Linked DNA regions of Canis lupus: region 1 is linked to region 2. Evidence: chromatin contacts called from public Hi-C data. All regions are on one chromosome and are shown on one strand. The core of a region is the stretch at or near the end of the contact, and the rest is flanking DNA. Distances in the headings are between cores, read along the strand shown. Region 1 overlaps FOXO3 (forkhead box protein O3). Region 2 holds the start of FOXO3 (forkhead box protein O3).

The links. Hi-C and Micro-C count contacts between places; a contact is called where the count stands out from the background.
Region 1: a contact with region 2 is called in a Hi-C map of skin fibroblasts, with 2.7 times the contacts expected there. The contact joins the enhancer-like site here to the promoter of FOXO3 in region 2. A contact is called at or near these places in 2 of 9 Hi-C or Micro-C datasets (liver and skin fibroblasts).

Annotation. Positions count from the first base shown.
Region 1 is chr12:66,002,376-66,006,431 of UU_Cfam_GSD_1.0, reverse strand. It overlaps FOXO3 (forkhead box protein O3), which reads right to left. Exons shown (of 3, transcript XM_038554880.1): 2 at 605-2,040. The coding sequence ends at 640. Among named protein-coding and RNA genes, the nearest start is that of FOXO3, 100 kb to the right of the region's middle. Within about 2 kb of position 1,706, at least 6 of the 20 cell types and tissues checked have an H3K27ac peak or open chromatin away from gene starts, as enhancers often do.
Region 2 is chr12:65,899,778-65,904,254 of UU_Cfam_GSD_1.0, reverse strand. FOXO3 (forkhead box protein O3) reads right to left here and starts at 2,032. Exons shown (of 3, transcript XM_038554880.1): 1 at 1,403-2,032. The coding sequence starts at 2,017.

The DNA.
Region 1 (4,056 bases), core at 457-2,956, 100 kb before region 2:
ATGCTGAACACTTAATCAATAAAGATGATTAGGACTATGGTGAAGAATCTAACAGATCTCACCTTCGGTGGAAATACTCATGTATGAAAGAGTCAGAATATATTTTCTACAGTTAAATTAAAGTACCTATGAATTATTACTTTACTGAAAAAAAGATGAAGAAACCACAACGTCGAAGATCAACAATGGCAGTGTTGGACCTGAGGGTCTGAGAATGTTCTCTGGCTGGGTCCTTAACCTTGAAGTTTGTGTGACTTAAGGACCCCTCCCTCCCCTTCCATCCATCCTCATCCATACATCCAGTAGGGAGACCTGTGTCATGGATAAGCAAGGGTGACTGGATACAAAGAAGAATAAAATCTCTGAATGTGTGTATGTTCTTTTTACTGGCAGTAAAATTCCTGAGCTGTCAGCAAATTGTGGGGAGGGGCACTTGATGGCCCCGTTTGACTTGGAGATGAAATGGTTGGGAGCCACATTTCTGTGTACCACTGCTCCATGGTCCTCTATTTCTCAATGTGGAGGAAAGTTCAAAGTAAATAAAAGTCAACCTCCCCCCATCACCCCCACTTTGTTATTAAATGCCATAGCACTGGGCACTGACCTGCTTTGCCCACTTCCCCTTTCCTCAGTGATCCTTCAGCCTGGCACCCAGCTCTGAGATGAGGCCTGCTTAGCACCAGTGAAGTTCCCCACGTTCAAACCAACAACATTCTGTGTGGAGATGAGGGAATCAAAATTAAAATCCAACCCATCAGCATCCATGAGTTCGCTACGGATAATGGACTCCATGTCACATTCCAAGCTCCCATTGAACATGTCCAGGTCCAAGTCGCTGGGGAACTTCTCATGGCCCATGACGGGAAGGTTTGCACTAGTTGAGTACAAGGAGGAGCCTGAGAGAGAGTCCGAGAGGGTTTGCATAGACTGGCTGACAGGAGACTGTTGCTGGTGTTTAACCGACCCAAGGCTGCTGGAGTCGCTCAAGCCCATGTTGCTGACAGAATTCGACAAGGCACGGCTGCCACCGAGAGCACCCTGGGTTTGGTGCTGGTGGTGGAGCAAGTTCTGATTGACCAAACTCCCCTGGTTAGGCTGGGCGGCAAAAGACATCATTGGGTCATTTCGAAGCATCACGTTCCGGCGGGAGTTCTGGGCGGACACAGCGGTGCTGGCCTGAGACATCAAGGGGTCCGACTGGGTCATCATGACATCGCTGTGGCTGAGTGAGTCTGAAGTGAGCAGGTCCTGGAGTGTCTGGTTGCCATAGTGTGACATGGAAGAGAAGGTAGCTGGCTTGTTCTCTTGGATGGTCTGCATGGGAGACTGGCGCAGGGAATTCAGAGACGAGGGTCCGAACACCGTGCTGTTAAAGGAGCTAGTTGGAGAACCCAGGCCGGAGCCCTTGGTGGTATATGGGAAGCTAGAGCTCCGCTGCATGAGCCCTCCAGTGGGCGATGGCTGGGACGATGGGAGTGTGATGTTATCCAGCAGGTCATCCATGAGGTTGTCAGAGAGCCCATCATTCAGATTCATGGTGCCTGCCATGTCGGTCAGCCGTGGTAGCTCCACAGTGCATGGCTTACTCACAGAGGGTGAGAGGCTAGCTGAGCTGCTGTAGAGCATGGGGGAGAGTGGTGCGTCATCATCCTGGACGTCATCCAACTCCGTGCTTGCCAAGATGGGTGACAGGCGGCCACTGACAGTGCTGGCATTAGAATTGGTGCGCGAGCGGAAGTCCGTCCATGCATCCAGCTCATCGCTGCTGCGTGACGTGGGGCTGCCGGGCCACTTGGAGAGCTGGGAGGGACTGTCATCTGCTGACTCAGGGGCTGTCTGCAGGGCTGCCTTCTTCTTGGCTGCACGGCCACGGCTCTTGGTATACTTGTTGCTGTTGTCCATGGAGACAGCCCGCCGCCGGGGTGCCTTCCCGCTCTTTCCCCCATCAGGGTTGATGATCCACCAAGAGCTCTTGCCAGTCCCCTCATTCTGGACTCGCATGAACCGACTGTGCAGTGACAGGTTGTGCCGGATAGAGTTCTGTGGAGAGAAAGGAAAATGAAGAATATGAGAAAAAAATGGCCCCAAGGTAGGCACCCAGAGAAGTAGTCAATCATGCTCATTTTTTTTGGGGGGGGGGGCTCCTTAATTTTGGAGATTAAAAAAAAAGATAAACATTTGTATGATATGCCCCCAACCAGGTTGGAATTCAATGACAACACGGTAAATACACACCAAGTTTGAGGTTTAGGAGGTAGGAGATGGTTTTGTATCCAGGAGATGCTGGAATGTTTAAGTTCAATGATGCTGTTTTCCCCAAATTCCTAAATTTTGTTGTCCTTTCTGTAATTGCATTTCCTATACCTATACTAAAGTTCACACTTATAATTTATTACCACTGCACTCTCTCCCTGCACTTTGCAACAAACCTCCCTGGCTCTCTAAGGGTAATTAATCACTTGGCGGGGGGGAGGGGGGGGGGCATTTTATTCTCTTACGGTTTTCTCCTCTGCTAGTATAAAGGCAGCATCCACCTTTTCTCAACCACATCTAATAAACTCAGAACTGGTGTGAATTGTTACCAATCCTTTCTTCGACGTCATCTCTTCCTGCCACAGTTTCACACCTGTCCAACAGGCATAAGAAAAAATGGTAGAGTAGGATTCACTGAGTTGACGGAATAGGTTAAGTCTCCCACTCAGAACAATTCTGAATTGTTTATATAGATACCCTCCCTCGAGGCAATGGTCTGAGCATAGTAACTTCCTTCCAAAGAGTATAGTATAGAAAGGAGAGGCAAAAGTAACTTTACAGCGGAGAAACAAACACTATCTCCGGTCATCAAGATCAACATCATTAAGGCTAAGTCATGTTGATTACATTCTTGACATGATAAAAATGGCACCCTCGTTTGTAGTCTTCGTTCCAAAACCCATCACCCCAGTCTAATTATGAGAAAAAAACATTAGACAAATCCCAATTAAGGGACATTTTAAAAATGCCTATTCAGGACTCCTCCAAACTGTCAGACCCATGAGGAATCTAAGGAAAAATGATGACTAAATGTAAGGTGTATCCTGGATGGGATGCTGCAACAGAACAAGAACATTAGGTAAAAATGAAGGAAATGTGAATAAATATGGGTTTCGGTTAATAACAATATATCAATTTGGGAACATTAATTGCGACAAATGTACCAAATTAACCATAGATTAAGATAAGATGTTAACACAGGGGAAACTTGATGCTGAGTATATGAGAACTCTGTTCTAGTCTTGTAACTTTTCTGTAAATCTAAAACTATTCTATATTAAAGGGTTAAAAAAAGAAATTGGCAAAATATCATCAAAATCCCAACAAATTGCAGCCACCTTGCAAGATCCTCCTCTTGGCTTGGCAGATAAGCTTGGTTGGCTAGGATGACCCAGATCCAGTCCTATCTCTGCTACGGATCAACCATGTGACCTTGAGCAAATCATTTAAGCCATCTGCAACAACTTTACTTCTCTATCTTCATTATTGCCATAATAACATCCAAACCATCCCTCCCTGACAGGGATGATGTAAGAATGATATATGATAATATACTTCAGGAACCAGTCATGCTACCAAGTCAGGGAGTTCTTATTGCTATAATAAAACAGAGTCCATGGTGGGAAGAGCTCATCACCTGATGTGGACTCTTCTAATCTATAAAATGCCTCAGGTGCAGTAAAAGAGAGGAGTTGGTGGTATTCTCCACATCTGCAACAGCACCTACAGGCCAGATCAGTTTTTATTTGCAAATTAAAGACAAAAGGTATTGCCTGATGCTATATATTAAATACAAACAATCCTAAAAGTTACCATAGTTTTCAAAAAATTGGCAATCACCAACTGTATTTATGTAGAAGATGCAAATACATGTGTTCTACCAGAATGTTTCTAAAACACAGAAAGAGAGCAGAATTTTACCATAAGTAATAAATCAAAATACTCAGTATTTGCCATGTATATGTTCCCATGCAAGAAGGGCCTCCAGTTCAGGCTGGGCAATGAACATTAACAACCATGGGT
Region 2 (4,477 bases), core at 783-3,282:
CACCAAGATTAAACTATTCTTACTGAATACACCTACTGGAACCCAAGAAGATACAGGGCTCCCCAAAGACAGTAAGGAAAGGACAAAATGAGGAAGGAACTACCTCATTAATTAAAAAAAAAAAAAGCTAACTTGCAAAGAGAAGCAACTGATAAGCCATATGTATCTCCAACTGCAAGCACCCTTCTGCCTGGTACTGACACATTCACGTCTTGGGGAAAGAGGCCAGGAGGATGAGGTGCCAGGAAGAGCAAAGCAGCTGGGTATCAGCAGCCCAGCAGGGGCACAGGAGTTAATCTGTTTGGATGCCCAACTGCAGGAAGTCATTACATCATAGGCCTTTCCACACCTCTCTCCTACCACGTGTCCAGTGCCCCGAGAGGCTGAAAAGGAACAGTAGAGAGCCTCTCTTCTGGCTCATTTATAGGCAGAAGCCATTATGACCCAGCCCCGCCACCACACCTCCCTCCCAAAGGCCTAGGTGAAGCTCCAGGCCTCAGCCCTCCACACCTGGACCGGGCCTCAAACAGCGCCGGAGTCCAGGCCTCGGCGGGAGCAGCAGGTGTGGCCAGTCCTTCAGGTGGCAGGGCTGGCCCGCTCCGGGACTCGAAACATCCCAAGTTGGGGGGCGGGGGGGGGGGGACAGATTTACTGCAGAAACATCTCTAAGGAGTAAAGGTGTCCACACAGGCAACCAAAAGAAAGAAAGAAAAAGAAAGGCAGCCAGGGGAAAAAAAAAAAAAAAAAAAAAAAGGTTTGCAACCACTGCTTTTTTTAATGGGATCGCTGTGCCTGCGGGAACCAACACCCACAAGCCAGAAACTTCGACGCAAGGGGTTTTTTTTTTCTCATGCAGCTCTAACGACGACGACCATGCACTGCAAAGCACAAATCCATCCCCTTCCCCGGAGGAGCCCCAAGCACTCCCCCACGTCCTCTCACTGCACCCGCGGGGCCTTCCCCGCATCCCCACGACGGTGATTCCTGCTTCGAAGTTGGCCGCAGACCTACCTCCTCCGTGCCGTCCCGGGGATCCAGCAAAGGCTCTGCCGTCCGCCGGTCCTTCCCTCGCCGGCATCCCTTGCCCCCTCTCCTCCTCCTCCTCCTCCTCCTCCTCCTCCTCCTCACCTGGCCATGCCCGAGGCCTCCCCGGGGTGGGGGGGCGCCTCCTTTCCCGCCCCACCCTCCGCGGCCGACCCCAGGTTCCCCTCCTCCGGGGAGGGGAGGGGAGGGGAGGGGAGGGGAGGGGGGTCGCACGGGTTCCCCCGAAACCTCACAGCGGAGGCGCTCGCTGCCAACCCCTCTCCCGGCGCCCGCGGGCGCGCTCCGCGGGATGCAGGCGCGCGTCGCCCTGCGCAGGAGGCCCGGCGGGTCCGGCCGCCCGCCCGGGGTGGGTACGCACCTTCCACCCCGCCGAGCTGTTGCTGTCGCCCTTATCCTTGAAGTAGGGCACGCAGCGCACCATCCACTCGTAGATCTGGGACAGAGTGAGCCGTTTGTCGGGCGAGCTCTCGATGGCGCGAGTGATGAGGTCGGCGTAGGACAGGTTGCCCCAGGCGTTGCGCCGCGACGAGCACTTCCTCGGCTGCCCCGAGCCCCCGGCCGCCCCCGGCTGCGGCGGGGCCAGCGCCTGCGGAGGCTGCGGCGGCGCCTGGGTCCCCCCGCTCGGCGCGCCCGCCGCGGGGCCCGGCGCGGCCCCGGGGTCCTGCCCCCCGGGAGCCCGCAGCCGGGCCGCGTCTTCGAGGAGCAGCCCGGAGCCCAGCGCGCCGCCCCCGCCGCCGCCGAGCGCCATGGCCGAGCCGGCCCTACCGCCGTCCTCGTCGTCGTCGTCGTCGTCCTCTTCGGGGATCATCGAGTCGGCGGCCGTCTCCCCCGAGGGCTTGGCCGGGCTCCCCTGCAGCTCCGGCCTCTGCAGGGGCCACGTACAGGAGCGCGGCCGGCTCTGGGGCTCGAACTCGGGGTCCAGCTCCACTTCGAGCGGGGAGAGCGGGCCCGGGGAGGCCGGCGCCTCTGCCATCTTCCCCGCCCGCCCGCCCGCCCGCGGCTCGGGCTCTCGGGCTCTCGGGCTCTCGGGCTCTCGCGCTCCGCTCTCGCGCCGGGGCGGGGTGCGGCGGGGGAGGCCCGGGGGCGCCGCGGAGGCTCGGGCTCCCGGGAGCCGCTGCCGCTCCTGCCGCCGCCTGGGGAAGCACGGAGGAGAGAGTTGGTTACCCGCGCGGCAGCCCAGCCCTCGGCCACCCCGCGCCCGCCGCCGCCGCCGCCGCCGCCGCCGCCGCCTCCCGGAGACAGGCAGACCTGGAGACGTGCGTCCCGCGGACCTGGCGCAGCAGACACCGCCCCCTGCCAGGCCGCGGGGAGCCGGGAGCGAATGGACGCGCTCGCGCGGGGCCGCCGGCTCGGCAGGTCTCTCCCGGGCGAGGTGGCGGGGCGGGGAGGAGGGGGAGGGGCGGGGCGGGGGAGGGGCGCGGGCCGCGCCTTTAAAGCGGGCAGCGGCCGGGGCTGGCGCAGCCGAGCCGCGGTCGGAGCCGGGGCGGGCGTGCGTTTGTTTATGTTTCGCTCGGGCCCCGCGCGGGTGCTTCCCGCGGCGCCTTCCGCTCCGCCCCGCGCCCCGCGCCCCGCGCCCGCCGCCCCCGCGCCCCCGTGGACTCCGCTCTCCGCGCCCAGGGGCCAGGGGCCCGGGCTCCGGGGGGCGGCGCGGGGCCAGGAGGACGAACGTGGGTCCGGGCGCGGACGGGCTCTTGTCACTTCCAGAAAAGAAAAAAAAAAAAAAAAGACCAGACGGGAAGCGAGGAGGGGAGGATCGGGGGTGGGGGTAGGGGCGGGGCGGGGCGGGGGGCAAGCAGCTCGGCGGGTGTTTGCAAAGGGTCGAGCCAAGCGGGAACGACCACTTTGGGGTTTTGTGTGCTTCGGTTTGCGGGCGGGCGTTGGACCCCGCACCCCCCCACCCACCCCCCTTCCCGGGAAAGGGCAGGGGGAGGGGGCGAGTCGGAACGTAAATCTTCCAACAGGTCAGGAAGCGCCAAGTCTCCCGGGCTGCCAGAAAACCCGGACCCGCACGTTCATCACCTCCTTGCTCCCGCTGCTGCCATCTTGACAGTTTTCCCCCCTTCACTCAAGTCCTTTAAAAACAGCAGCGGGAGGGAAAGGGGGGCGCGCACACCGAGTCACGGGGAGGGAAAAGGGAAGCGCCTGGCCCGGCTCGGAAGCAGATCCGGAGTCACCGGGAAGGCGACCGCCCCGCTGCACAGCTCCGGCGCCTACCTCGGTTGCTTCCCTTCAGGGACGAGGGGGGAGGACGCACGACTCCGCGCGGGCCCGGGGCGCGGCGAGGAGGGGGCGCGCAACCCCGGCCACCGAGAGGCGCTCCGGCCGCCGCCGCCGCAGCCCGCCCGAGGACCCGCCTGTCAGCCTGCGCGCCGCCGCCTGGCACATTCCTCCTCCTCCTCCTCCTCCCCTGCACGAGCTGGGCGGCCGCGGCAGCAGCACAAAGTTATAGACACACGCAGGGTGCCTCAACCTAGGCTGACGGCGGGCGGGTCCCCGCCCAGGGGGAGGGCTGGGCGGCGGGCCGGGTGTGCTGGGTGCGTGCGTGCGTGCGTGTGTGTGTGTGTGTGTGTGTGTGTGGCCGTGTGCTCGCGCGCGCCTGCGCGGCCGGGCTCCGCGGGGCTGCGGGCGTGGGTGTCGGGGAGCGCGCGGCGGGCCGGGACCAGGCGGGCTCCCGCAGCCCCCGCCGCCGGGCTCCTCCTCCTCCTCCTCCTCCTCCTCCTCCTCCCTCCCGGGAGCCTCAACGACAACAAAGCGCGGCGCTGGGCCCCGGAGAGGGAGCGGGCGGCGGAGCCCCGGACGCCCGGCCGGCGCCGACGCGTGGCCACCGAGCCTCGGGGCAGGGCGCCTGGCACCGGGGGGTCCCCGGCGGGCGCGTCCGTGCGCGCGGCTCTGCGGCCGCCCTGCTGTCCCGGGTCCCCGCTAGAATCGGACACCGCGCAACGGCCGAGATAGGGGCTGCCCGCAGATCGCGGGGAGCAGGACCACGGCGGGCACACGCTGCCGAGCGGAGGCGGCGGGGCCCCCGGGACTCCGGTACACGGATGCCCTGGGGCTCCATCGGGCACCCCGAGCCCTGCAGCCGAGCCCTGCCCTCGCAGCTCCCTCCCAGACGCGGTGGGGTCTCACTTTTCGTGGATTTCATCGCAGATGCGGGGGGCGGGCGGGGGAGAAGTGTAACTAACTCAGGAGAAACGCACATTATTCCCCGCTCCTAAACGGAAGAGCCGATTTCGAGCAATTGTGAATGGGAAACAATTGGATCCTAACTTTGCAAACGACTCCAGAACGGCTCATTGGGCTTTTTTTTTTTTTTTTTTTTTTTTTTAGTTTTTGGAGAAGATACTTCTTTAGGTTTAGAAAAGCATCTTCACAAGTCCTCACCCTACTACCATCGCTGCCTATAAATTGTTCGTTTCTGCACCAAGAACGCACT